Linked DNA regions of Ovis aries: region 2 is linked to region 1. A link is a contact called in public Hi-C data. All regions are on one chromosome and are shown on one strand. The core of a region is the stretch at or near the end of the contact, and the rest is flanking DNA. Distances in the headings are between cores, read along the strand shown.

Region 1 (5,026 bases), core at 601-3,100:
TTGGGATTGGAATGCAAACTGACCTTTTCCAGTCCTGTGGTCATTGCTGGGTTTTCCAGATTTGCTGGCATACTGAGTGCAGCACCTTCAGAGCATCATCTTTTAGGATTTAAAATAGCTAAACTGGAATTCCATCACCTCCACTAGCTTTCTTTGTTTGTAGTGATGCTTCCTAAGGCCCACTTGACTTTGCATTCTAGGATGTCTGGCTGTAGGTGAGTGATCACACCATCATGGTTATCTGGGTAATGAAGATCTTTTTTGTATAGTTCTTCTGGGTATTCTTGCCACCTCTTCTTAATATCTTCTGCTTCTGTTAGGTCCATACCATTTCTGTTCTTTATTGTGCTCATCTTTGCATGAAATGTTCCCTTAGTATCTCTAATTCTCTTGAAGAGATTTCTAGTCTTTCCCATTCTATTGTTTTCCTCTATTTCTTTGCACTGAGAAAGGTTTTTTTTTTTAATCTCTCCTTGCTTTTCTTTGGAACACTTCATTCAAATGGATATATCTTTCCTTTTTTCCTTCACCTTTTGCATCTTTTGTTTTCTCAATTATTTGTAAGGCCTCCTCAGACAACCATTTTGCCTTTTTCCATTTCTTTTTCTTGGGGATGGTCTTGATAACTATCACCTGTACAATGTCACGAACCTCTGTCCATAGTTCTTCAGGCACTCTATCATATCTAATCCCTTGAATCTATTTGTCACTTCCACTGTATAATCATAAGGGATTTGATTTAGGTCATACCTGAATGGTCTAGTGGTTTTCCCTACTTTCTTCAATTTGAGTCTGAATTTGGCAATAAGGAGTTCATGATCTGGGCCATAGTCAGCTCCCAGTCTTGTTTTTGCTGACTGTATAGAGCTTCTCCATCTTTAGCTCAATAGAGTATAGTCAATCTGATTTCGGTATTGACCATCTGATGATGTCAATGTGTAGAGTCTCCACCACATTAGAACTGACTCAAATGCCAAATGAATTCCTTTTTATAGCTGAGTAATATTCCATGTGTATATGTACCACAACTTCCTTATCCATTCATCTGTTCCAAATTCTAAAGCACAGTTGAGAGTACATCTCAGAGCACAGTTGAGATGGGAGTTGTCCTTACTAACCTGTCTACCATGGGTCCTCTCCATTGTTCAACCCATCTATAGTGTAATGATATGAAACAACCCTTGTGTTAACTTCATTTTTTAAATCCAGCTTGGAATGGGGGACTCATGTGATACAATTAAATCAGACAGACTGGATTCAAACTCTGAACGCAACCATGCTGGACTAGTTGTCTACTCTGAGACGGGTATTTGAACTCTTAGAGCTCACATGGTCCTCTCAGTACAATTCCATTCAGCAGGTATTTATGAAATGCCACAGGCTGTGCTGGCCTGAGGAATAGAAGAGGGAGAATCCACATGGACCAGTCTTAACAAGCAGGAGAGAATCACGGCAGTTGCAAAAGAGGAGGCAGAACCCGCAGAGCACGTGTGCAGGGCTCGAAGGCAGGTTATCTGGGTACCTTGCTTCCTCAGGGCCTGGACACGTTCACTGCTGAAACGTGCAGCAGGCCATGAGCAAGGGGGACTCACGTGGCCTGTCCCAGCCCTCAGGAGGGATGGGTTGCTCTCCAGCTATGGATGTTCCTGAGAGGCTCTTGGAACTGAACCAGATGGCCCAGGAGGAACCTGCCAGGAGCTCTGGCCAAGCTTGGAAAAAAACCAGACCTGGATCTTCCTTCAGAAACCCCTTTGTCTTTTGAGTAGAAGAAAGGATAGAAGGAATCTGAGGATGAGGGAACTTGGCAGGCAGACAGAGGGGACCCTTGGCACGCTCTTCGCTTTCAGAGGCCAAAGCAGGAAGCACAGCAAAGCCTCACAGAGAGAGAAAGGGAAGTGGGGAAAGGGTGTACTGTCCTGACCAGTGAGGCCCTGGGATTTTCTCTGCACAGCTGCTATGAAAGGGTCACTGTCTTCTTGTCTGCCCAAATGCAGGGTGAGGCCTGATTAGTGCTCAGCCATCTGTGCCCCAGATGATGCCCCACTACGTAGGAGGGGCCCATGAAACATGGTGATTCCATGAATACATGATGGAGACAGAAATGACCCCAGTCCTCTGAGCTCCTCATCCTACTGGCAGCTCAGTGACATGCGGTGCCAGAGAGCAGGCCAGGGCTGGGGTGGGGGCGGGAAGTCACCCCAGAACTGGGAACCCAGATCTAGAAGGAAATGATATAACAAGTGTGACCGGAAAAATGAGAAGTTAGAGAAACAAAAAGCAGAAAATAAGGGTTGGAATGAAATGAATTCTGTAAAAGAGAATACTTCAGGCCAAAGGAATGGTTCAAAGATGGCACACTGGTATAAAGTGAGTGGATTCCAGCAGTAGAACTGTCGTATTTGGCCAGAGAGTTGGCTCATATTTAAAAATTAGAATTTAGTTTAAATACCTGTAATGAGTTTCTCTTTAAATGCACAAAGAAAGCCTGTATAGAGGCTGACAGCTGCACAAGATGGGTGCCTTTAAGACGAAAACATACTGTGGCTAAAATGTAGTGTGTAACCCAGAGAATAAAGATGTAATCATGTTCAAATCTTGAAAACATTTAAATGCCTTTAAGGAGTTTCAACTTTAATGTGAGAGCAATGAAGAGCCACTGAAGTGCTTTACACAGTGAGTGACAGCTCGTGTTTGTATTCCAGGAAGGTCGCTCAGCTGAAGTGGATGGGAGTTGTGCAAGACAGAGGTTAAATGACCCATTACAGGACAATCGTAGGAATTCAAGAAAGATAGGATGTTGGCCTAGTCCAGGTAGGCATGGGAATGGGGGTGGGGAGATTCTAGAAGCATCCATTATCCCCTTCGTCATTATTAACATCTTCTCCTTTGTTTAGGGTGACATTATGCCCAGTAAGATAATTCCCCAGATTTCTCTATGGAGCTTTATCAATTTTCCAGAACAGTTGTACCAGTCCTGGACTCTTTCCAAGCATACTGTTTGCTGGGTGACAAAAATAAGTCTGGTTTTGGTCAATATGTATTCAATACAATGCATCTATCAGGAGATAAAACTGGCAGAATTTAGCAGACGTGGAAGATACTTATTTGTAGACTTGTAAGGATTTATTATGTAGAGTACCTACCATATCCAAAATAGAGGCCAGTAGCAAATATTCATTTTATAATATTCTTTCTTCCTGTCCCTGATTAGGCATTAGCATATTGAAGTCAGAAACTAAAAATTCTGATCCTCCTAGCATTTGAACTGCATCTTCCACACTCTACATACCAAGCATTTGATATTGATCCACTAGCAATTTCAGTAAATGTTTCAATATTACTTGGATATACAGAAAGTAATGTTTGTAGCAGATGTTCTCAGACACAAGTAAAATCCCAAATGGATTATTCAGGCTGATGTAGCTACAGATGATTATTGTGCCAGGAGATTTTTTACTCATTTTATTCACCTCTTCTAGCAGTTTGATCATTTTTGACTCAGAGCCATGGTGAAAGCAGAAATAAACTTCACATTTGAAGAGTTTATTCTGATTAGATAATACTTTGGGTAATATCTGATCATGGAAGAGAATATTGAAAGCAGAAAGCAAACCTAAGGAGACCACTGAGAAATAGCAAAGTAAATAATAAACTATATACAGGTTCATCTGCTCTCAATGCAGTTATGTTATGTAAAGAAGGATTTGGATTGCTTAGCTAAATGTGTCTTGATCCTCTTAATGTCCACTGAGAACAAAGTGAAATTTAACAACAACAAAAAATACAGTCAGAAAGTACCTATACATGTGATCTTAGCTGTGTTGGGAAAACAATTACCTGTCTATGTGCACAATGAGGAAAGTCAAACAAGAGGACTGGAAGAAAATGTACCCAGAAGTGACCATATATCCTCATGGAATGGCTTCGTTGTGTGTGATTTTACTATATTTCTAAGTTTTCTGTGACAGCATGCATTACTTTTACAATAAAAAAGAGATTTATTACAAAGCATACTGGGCAGCATTCCTTTGACTTGACAGAGTTGTGTATGGGTCTTTAACTTAGCAGATCTCTAGAGTGGCTCCAGTCTCTGGGGACCTTTATCCCTTTTCATAGGAATAAGAAGAAGGGAAACAACGTGAAGTGTGGATGAGGCAATACAGTTGGGTTGAGAATAGAACCATGGACAGAAGCACCTAACAAGATTAACTTAGAAAATTTATATTAATAAACCAATAAGTGCTTTAAGTTTGAACTTCCAAAATTATTTTGATATATACAAATCCATTACACACAATAAAAGAGGAGCGTGATGTAAACAGACACGATGAACAGGGTCTGTGCTTTGTCTCACCACACTTAACAGTGTATGAATGCTCTTGGGTAACTGGGGAGATCTAGTCAACTATAAATAAAGGGAACTATGATGCCCTCAAAAAACTCATTTAAGTCAATTAGATAAGCAATTCTGTCCCGTGAAATCTGACCTTTTGCTGTTAGCTAATCATATTTATCAGAGAAAAGTACATTAACTGAAAAAAATAATTTGGCTTCTAAAAAGAAATGCAATCTTCCAAGCAATCAGCTAAGATGTATTTGACAACTTATTATTTCCAAAGAATAAAACTATTCCTCCAGTGGGAAGAAACTCAATAATACTAACTGATGAGCAAAATATTAGGTTAAAGAAATAGAGTTAAGTGAATTTTCTTCCCTTGGGTAATAAAATAAGAATAAAGGAAAGGACCTTGCTCCAAGAAACCTTTGGGGAAAAGAAAGTTGTTTGGAGTGGTTGATGTTTCTCAGAAGTTTGCTTTAGACCTCTAAAAAAAAAAAAAAAAAACAGCCATTCTAGAAGCGAGCTAAGAAAGTGAAATATTATGCATATGGCGATGGTGTAATGTCCTTGCAGTGTTGAAAATAAGAGCATCTGAAAGTCAGGACAGCACACAGACCTATGAAAGCAGAGATGCGACAAAATGCAGGATAACAAAGTGAAAGGAAAGTTAGAAAGAAGCCCAGCCAT
Region 2 (5,246 bases), core at 190-2,689, 75 kb before region 1:
TACTTTGGCCAGCTGATGCCAGGAGCAGACTGACTGGGAAAGACTCTGATGCTGGGAAAGATTGAGGGCAGGAGAAGAGGGTGGCAGAGAATGAGATGGTTAGATGGCATCACAGACTCAAGGGACATGAGTTTGAGCAAACACCAGGAGATGAAGAACAGGGAAGCCTGGCAAGTTGCAGCCCATGCGACTGCAGTCAGAAATGACTTAGGGACAGAACAAAAGCCTTGCTGTTAATCTGCCTACTTAGATGCTTCAGGAAAAACCACCTGAATATTCCACTGTACAATTCTAATAACGGTATTTGAACTCAAGTCATTTTGGAGTGGCAGTTATCTACTTACCCTTACCAATCAAACCACTTAAATCCTGCTACAGCAAGATGATTTCTGACGAATCAAGACATTAAGCTTATTCAAAGAAGCTGTAAACGCCTCCCTCCCTCCACCCCCATCTCTCTTTTTTTGCCAATTAAAGTGTTCTGGCAAATTCTAAGCCAACTAAGAGTGACTCAGGAGGAAATCCTGCATGCTTGCTCTTTTACACTAAAATGATTCTGGTGCACGATAGCTGCGAGCTCGTGGTGTTTCCTTGTTAAGAGCTGTGATTTCTTTTTTTGTTCTGGAAGGAGAAGCAGCCAAGGACTCCTGAGAAATAAGTCTGCAACCCCACGGACCGACCCAGCCACGAACCTGCTGGTAATCAAAACCGCACACCCAGTTAAAGCACTTTCTCCTCTTCCCTCCCTGACCAATGTGCATTCCCCACAGAGCTCCAGGATGCTTGGGCACGCTGCAGAACAGATCACACCACTGCCCCTGGACTCTCACTGTTCCTCCCATTCTGTTTCCTTCCCCAAATTAAAAGGCGTCTCAAAGAACAGGTGAGGGTCAGTTCTCACATCAAGAAAGGAGGCGCGGAGCGAGGGCTTGCGCTCCAAAAACACATCCCCTTTTAAACCTAATTCAAAATAAGGTTACTGCATTCGGCTTCCCAATAAACAACCTTTACCTGCTTGGAATCACGGCTCCTTTGGGGGTCAGGAGCTCTGGAGCGCGGGGGAGGGAATGAGACAGGGAAGAGGCGGGGAGCGAGCGCCCCCGCCGTGCCTGCAGCCAACCTGGCTCCCTGCCCGCCACGGCCCTGCGACCCCACGGCCGGCCGCCACGACTGGGCAAAGGTCGCCTTTGACCGTTCAAAAGGGAATTTTCTCTGACCCCACACGAGGGCGGGCGTCCGGCCCGACTGCGCACGACGCCCGGGAAGCGGACGTCAGCGGGCCCCGGGTTTCCAGACCCTTCGGCGGCGCCCGTGACCGCGCGGCCCGCGGCCGCCGTCGGCCAATCGGTGCCCGCCGGGGGAGGGACCGGCGCCGTGAGCCCCGCCTTCGCCCTGCCTCCAATTATATAAATACGGGTGCCGGCGGTCCGGTCTCCCCAGAGCGGCGTTCCCAGGTGGAGGGAGATAATGCAAAGTGCTATGTTCCTGGCTGTCCAGCACGACTGCGGACCCATGGACAAAGGCGCTGGCACCGGCCCCAAGAACGAGGAGAAGCGAGAGAAGATGAAGCGAACCCTGTGAGTGCGGCTTTCTTCCTCCCTGACTGGCCGCCCCTGCGGACCCAGCTGTCCCGGGCGGCTGCAAACGCGGTACACTCGCGCTGGGCATGGGAACTGGGTAGCCTGCCTGCATCTCTGCAGGAAAAAAAGAAAAAGAAAAAATGTGTGTGTGTGTGTAAAAGGTTAATTTGTGAAGTTACGTTTAAACCTGTGTGGTGTAGGTATTTATTGAAGGACTCGGGTAGAGTTTAGAAACTGCAGAAAATTCTTGATGCAGGGGCGGAGATAGATGCTGGTTGGCTTTTTGTCTCCCTGCATCGAAAATGACTTCGGAGAATCCTGCAGCCACGCGCCCCCGGCCTTCTTGAGAGGCACCGTAAATTCTGATCTGCTTACACGACTGCTGGGATGGAGATATTTTTGCTGATCCTAGATATACTTTTAATTTTTTTTAATTGAACAGCAAGTCTCACCCACTCAAGAGTGTGGAACAAATAATTGTTCTGCATCACCTTCTTAAAATGAGTGCTGAAGTTGGGGGAGGGGGCGGTCAATCTCGCACACACACTTCATTGTGCACAGCTTCTCGGGTGGTCCCAAGCCCCCTGCTCTGAGAGCAGAAGGAAAACGAGCCTGGGCTGGCTCAGGGCAGGTCCACTGTGGGCTTCCTCAAGTGTGAAATGTCTCAGAATTGTAATTAACCGTTGCAGAAAAACTGGCTGCCTTTTGTGGGCCAGAAATAGCATCTGCCTTTGAACTATGCAAACTAAATTCATTAAAATACCCTATAATTGTAGGTCGTCCTATCCTTACTTATAAAACTAATAATTATGTTCAGATGAGTGGATGAAACTAGTGTGTTGAGTACTTAGATGCTGGATTAAAGGAGTAAGACTGACTGGAGGAGTTGTTTTGTCTTATTTGGCTTGTCTATAGCTACTGGGGGCGACTTTATTTGGTAAAAATGCCTTCAGCTGCAATGGCAGTTTCAAGTGTTGCTGCTAAGTGAGTATCTTTTTTTTTTTTCTTTTGTAGATTAAAAGATTGGAAGAGCCGTTTGAGCTACTTCTTGCAAAATTCCTCCTCTCCTGGGAAGCCCAAAACTGGCAAGAAAAGCAAACAGCAAACCTTCATCAAGTAAGTTGAAAATCTTGTGCTTGCCAATATGCACAGCTCACTGCTGAGCTGAAGAGGGAACCTCTGGCTAGCAGGAGCTGATGTGCAGACTTCTTTTGCAGGCCTTCTCCCGAGGAAGCCCAGCTATGGTCAGAAGCATTTGATGAGCTGCTAGCCAGTAAATGTAAGTTAACCTCTTGAATTGGATCCATTTCAAGTATCAGGAGAGTATGGTTTGGTTGTGTCTACACAGCAAGAGCAGCTTGCCCAAGGAGAGTTTGACTTTACAATCCCTGTTCCATGGGGCCTATTTTTCTCCTTTATTTCCCGGTGATTAACCAGGGAAATGCGTGGCTTTTTCACTCTAGGTGGGGAGTGGGGGGAAATAGCCCCAGATTGTAATGGCAGTTGCTGTCTCTTAAGGTTGAGTCAGCTTTTCCATTGCAAACAATGTTTTCAAGCGGCTTCATTCCCAAAGAACTTATGGCTCCCCTATCAGTTGTGTTAACAGCAAAGCTAAGTTTATATTTTTGTAGTAGTGTGCCAACTCACGCATTTTGCTGACTGGCATCTTAGTCTTTAAAGAGCTAAATTTTGACAATTACAGGTTTGAGTAAACTCAAGAAAATTGCTGCCATCTGGCAATAATAAAATATGGGACCAGGGGAGTGGGATTTCTAGGAAAACACATAAGGGAATATTTGAACACTCAATGCAGTTTCTGCATGCTTTCTTCCTTCCCTCCCCCAGATGGTCTTGCTGCATTCAGGGCTTTTTTAAAATCTGAATACTGTGAAGAAAATATTGAATTCTGGCTGGCCTGTGAAGACTTCAAAAAAACCAAGTCACCCCAAAAGCTGTCCTCAAAAGCAAAGAAAATATATACTGACTTCATAGAAAAAGAAGCTCCAAAAGAGGTAAAGGGGGAAAAAGTTCCTTATTTCAGCATATTTTGAACATCCTCAGCACCAAAGTGAAAATAATTTAAAGAGACCTCAAGTTAAAGGGGGGTGGGTGAGTAGGCTGTTTTTCCCCTATTTCTGGCTCTCAGTGAGGTTAATTATATTTCTTCACTGACTTAGCCGGTGACACTGGCCACACATTATAGTTTGGGGGTTTTTTTGTTTGTTTTCAAATACTACATATATTTCAACTTCTGACTCTTAATGTGGAATAAAACTTTGTTGTTTTCTTTCAGATCAACATAGACTTTCAAACCAAAACTCTGATTGCCCAAAACATACAGGAAGCTACCAGTGGCTGCTTCACAACTGCCCAGAAAAGGGTGTACAGCTTGATGGAAAACAACTCTTACCCGCGTTTCTTGGAGTCAGAATTCTACCAGGACTTGTGTAAAAAGCCGCAGATCACCACAGAACCCCATGCCACATGAGATGAAAGCAGGAGCCCAGAAACGGAGGACTTTTCATTTTTTTTCCTAAAAGGGGAAAGGCTGTCACCTGCCAAAAAGACTGACCTTGAATTCAGCCTGGGTGTTCAGGAAACATCACTCAGAACTATTGATTCAGAGCTGGGTAGTGAATCAGGAAGCTGGTCGCCTCGTAGGAGAAGCTGGTACTGGGTCGGCTTCCGTAACTGATGGAGCACAGAGAGAGAGAGTGTGGTCTAAATGTGGTGTGTCTCATGCTGGAAAAGCAGGAGCTTGAGACTGAAAGATAACGATGTAACACTATTGGTCCAGAAGCATTTACAATCAATAGGTCTGGGATTATGTGGCCTTAGCTAGCTGGCTGTACATCTTTCCCTAATCAGTCCTTGTTACCACATAGTGGTTTAGATGTAGTTTCTTTAGCTCTAGGTAATATGTTTACTATGTGCAAGGGTACTGAGTTCCTATGACTACAGATCATCAGTACTGTTGTCTCACATAACTCTAAAACTGAAGTGATTTGTGTTTGAACTGTCAATTGGTGTCTGTACTAGAATGAGTGCTTTTGTGTAGAAAATGGCAATGTCCATTATGAGTGCCAAAACTGTCCTGATGGCAGCTAAACTTTGAAGTGGTCTTTGAATACTTTTAATAAATTTATTTTGATAAATAATGTTACTGAATATTTGGTCCAGATGTGTGTTGGGCTGTTTCTTCATAATTAAACTCGGCAGAAACAAGTATCTCCTCTAGGAGAGAAGAGATACCAGTTGATGGGCCTGTTCTGTAACAGTTGACTGTCCTTAGAACTGAGAAATCACAGCTGCTGGGAAGATGCTGCTCCCATCTCTGATGCTTTGGTAGGTCACAGGAGGTCTGACCATCACCCTGGGATCAACTTTCTAATATAGTCTTGTAAAAATCAAGAAAATGTAAGAACATTGTTGAAAATGTTATATTTTCATTGTTGAAAATATAAGAACATTGCTTTAAAGCCCTTCATGAGTACAGAACAGCTAAATATGAGAAGTAAATTGATGTAACAGAGACAAAGCACCAAAATTATTCACATAACTAAGCCACTCAAATGATGCCAAATAAAGACGAAAGTTGTTGTCAGTCACTCAGCGTTGTCTGACTCTGCAACCCCATGGACTGCAGCACGCCAGGCTTCCCTGTCC

What was found. Hi-C and Micro-C count contacts between places; a contact is called where the count stands out from the background.
Region 2: a Hi-C map of hypothalamus shows a contact between it and region 1, with 2.0 times the contacts expected there. The contact joins the promoter of RGS2 here to the enhancer-like site in region 1. A contact is called at or near these places in 3 of 16 Hi-C or Micro-C datasets (blood and hypothalamus).

Annotation. Positions count from the first base shown.
Region 1 is chr12:11,547,730-11,552,755 of ARS-UI_Ramb_v3.0, reverse strand. No RefSeq gene overlaps it. Among named protein-coding and RNA genes, the nearest start is that of RGS2, 76 kb to the left of the region's middle. Within about 2 kb of position 1,850, at least 17 of the 54 cell types and tissues checked have an H3K27ac peak or open chromatin away from gene starts, as enhancers often do. A contact at or near this core is called in hypothalamus, where this site is marked.
Region 2 is chr12:11,622,241-11,627,486 of ARS-UI_Ramb_v3.0, reverse strand. RGS2 (regulator of G protein signaling 2) reads left to right here and starts at 1,439. Exons shown (of 5, transcript XM_004013586.5): 1 at 1,439-1,577; 2 at 2,595-2,696; 3 at 2,798-2,859; 4 at 3,426-3,592; 5 at 3,874-4,748. The coding sequence starts at 1,468. The coding sequence ends at 4,068. LOC105611804 (a long non-coding RNA gene) reads right to left here and starts at 1,274. Exons shown (of 8, transcript XR_009595661.1): 1 at 1,012-1,274.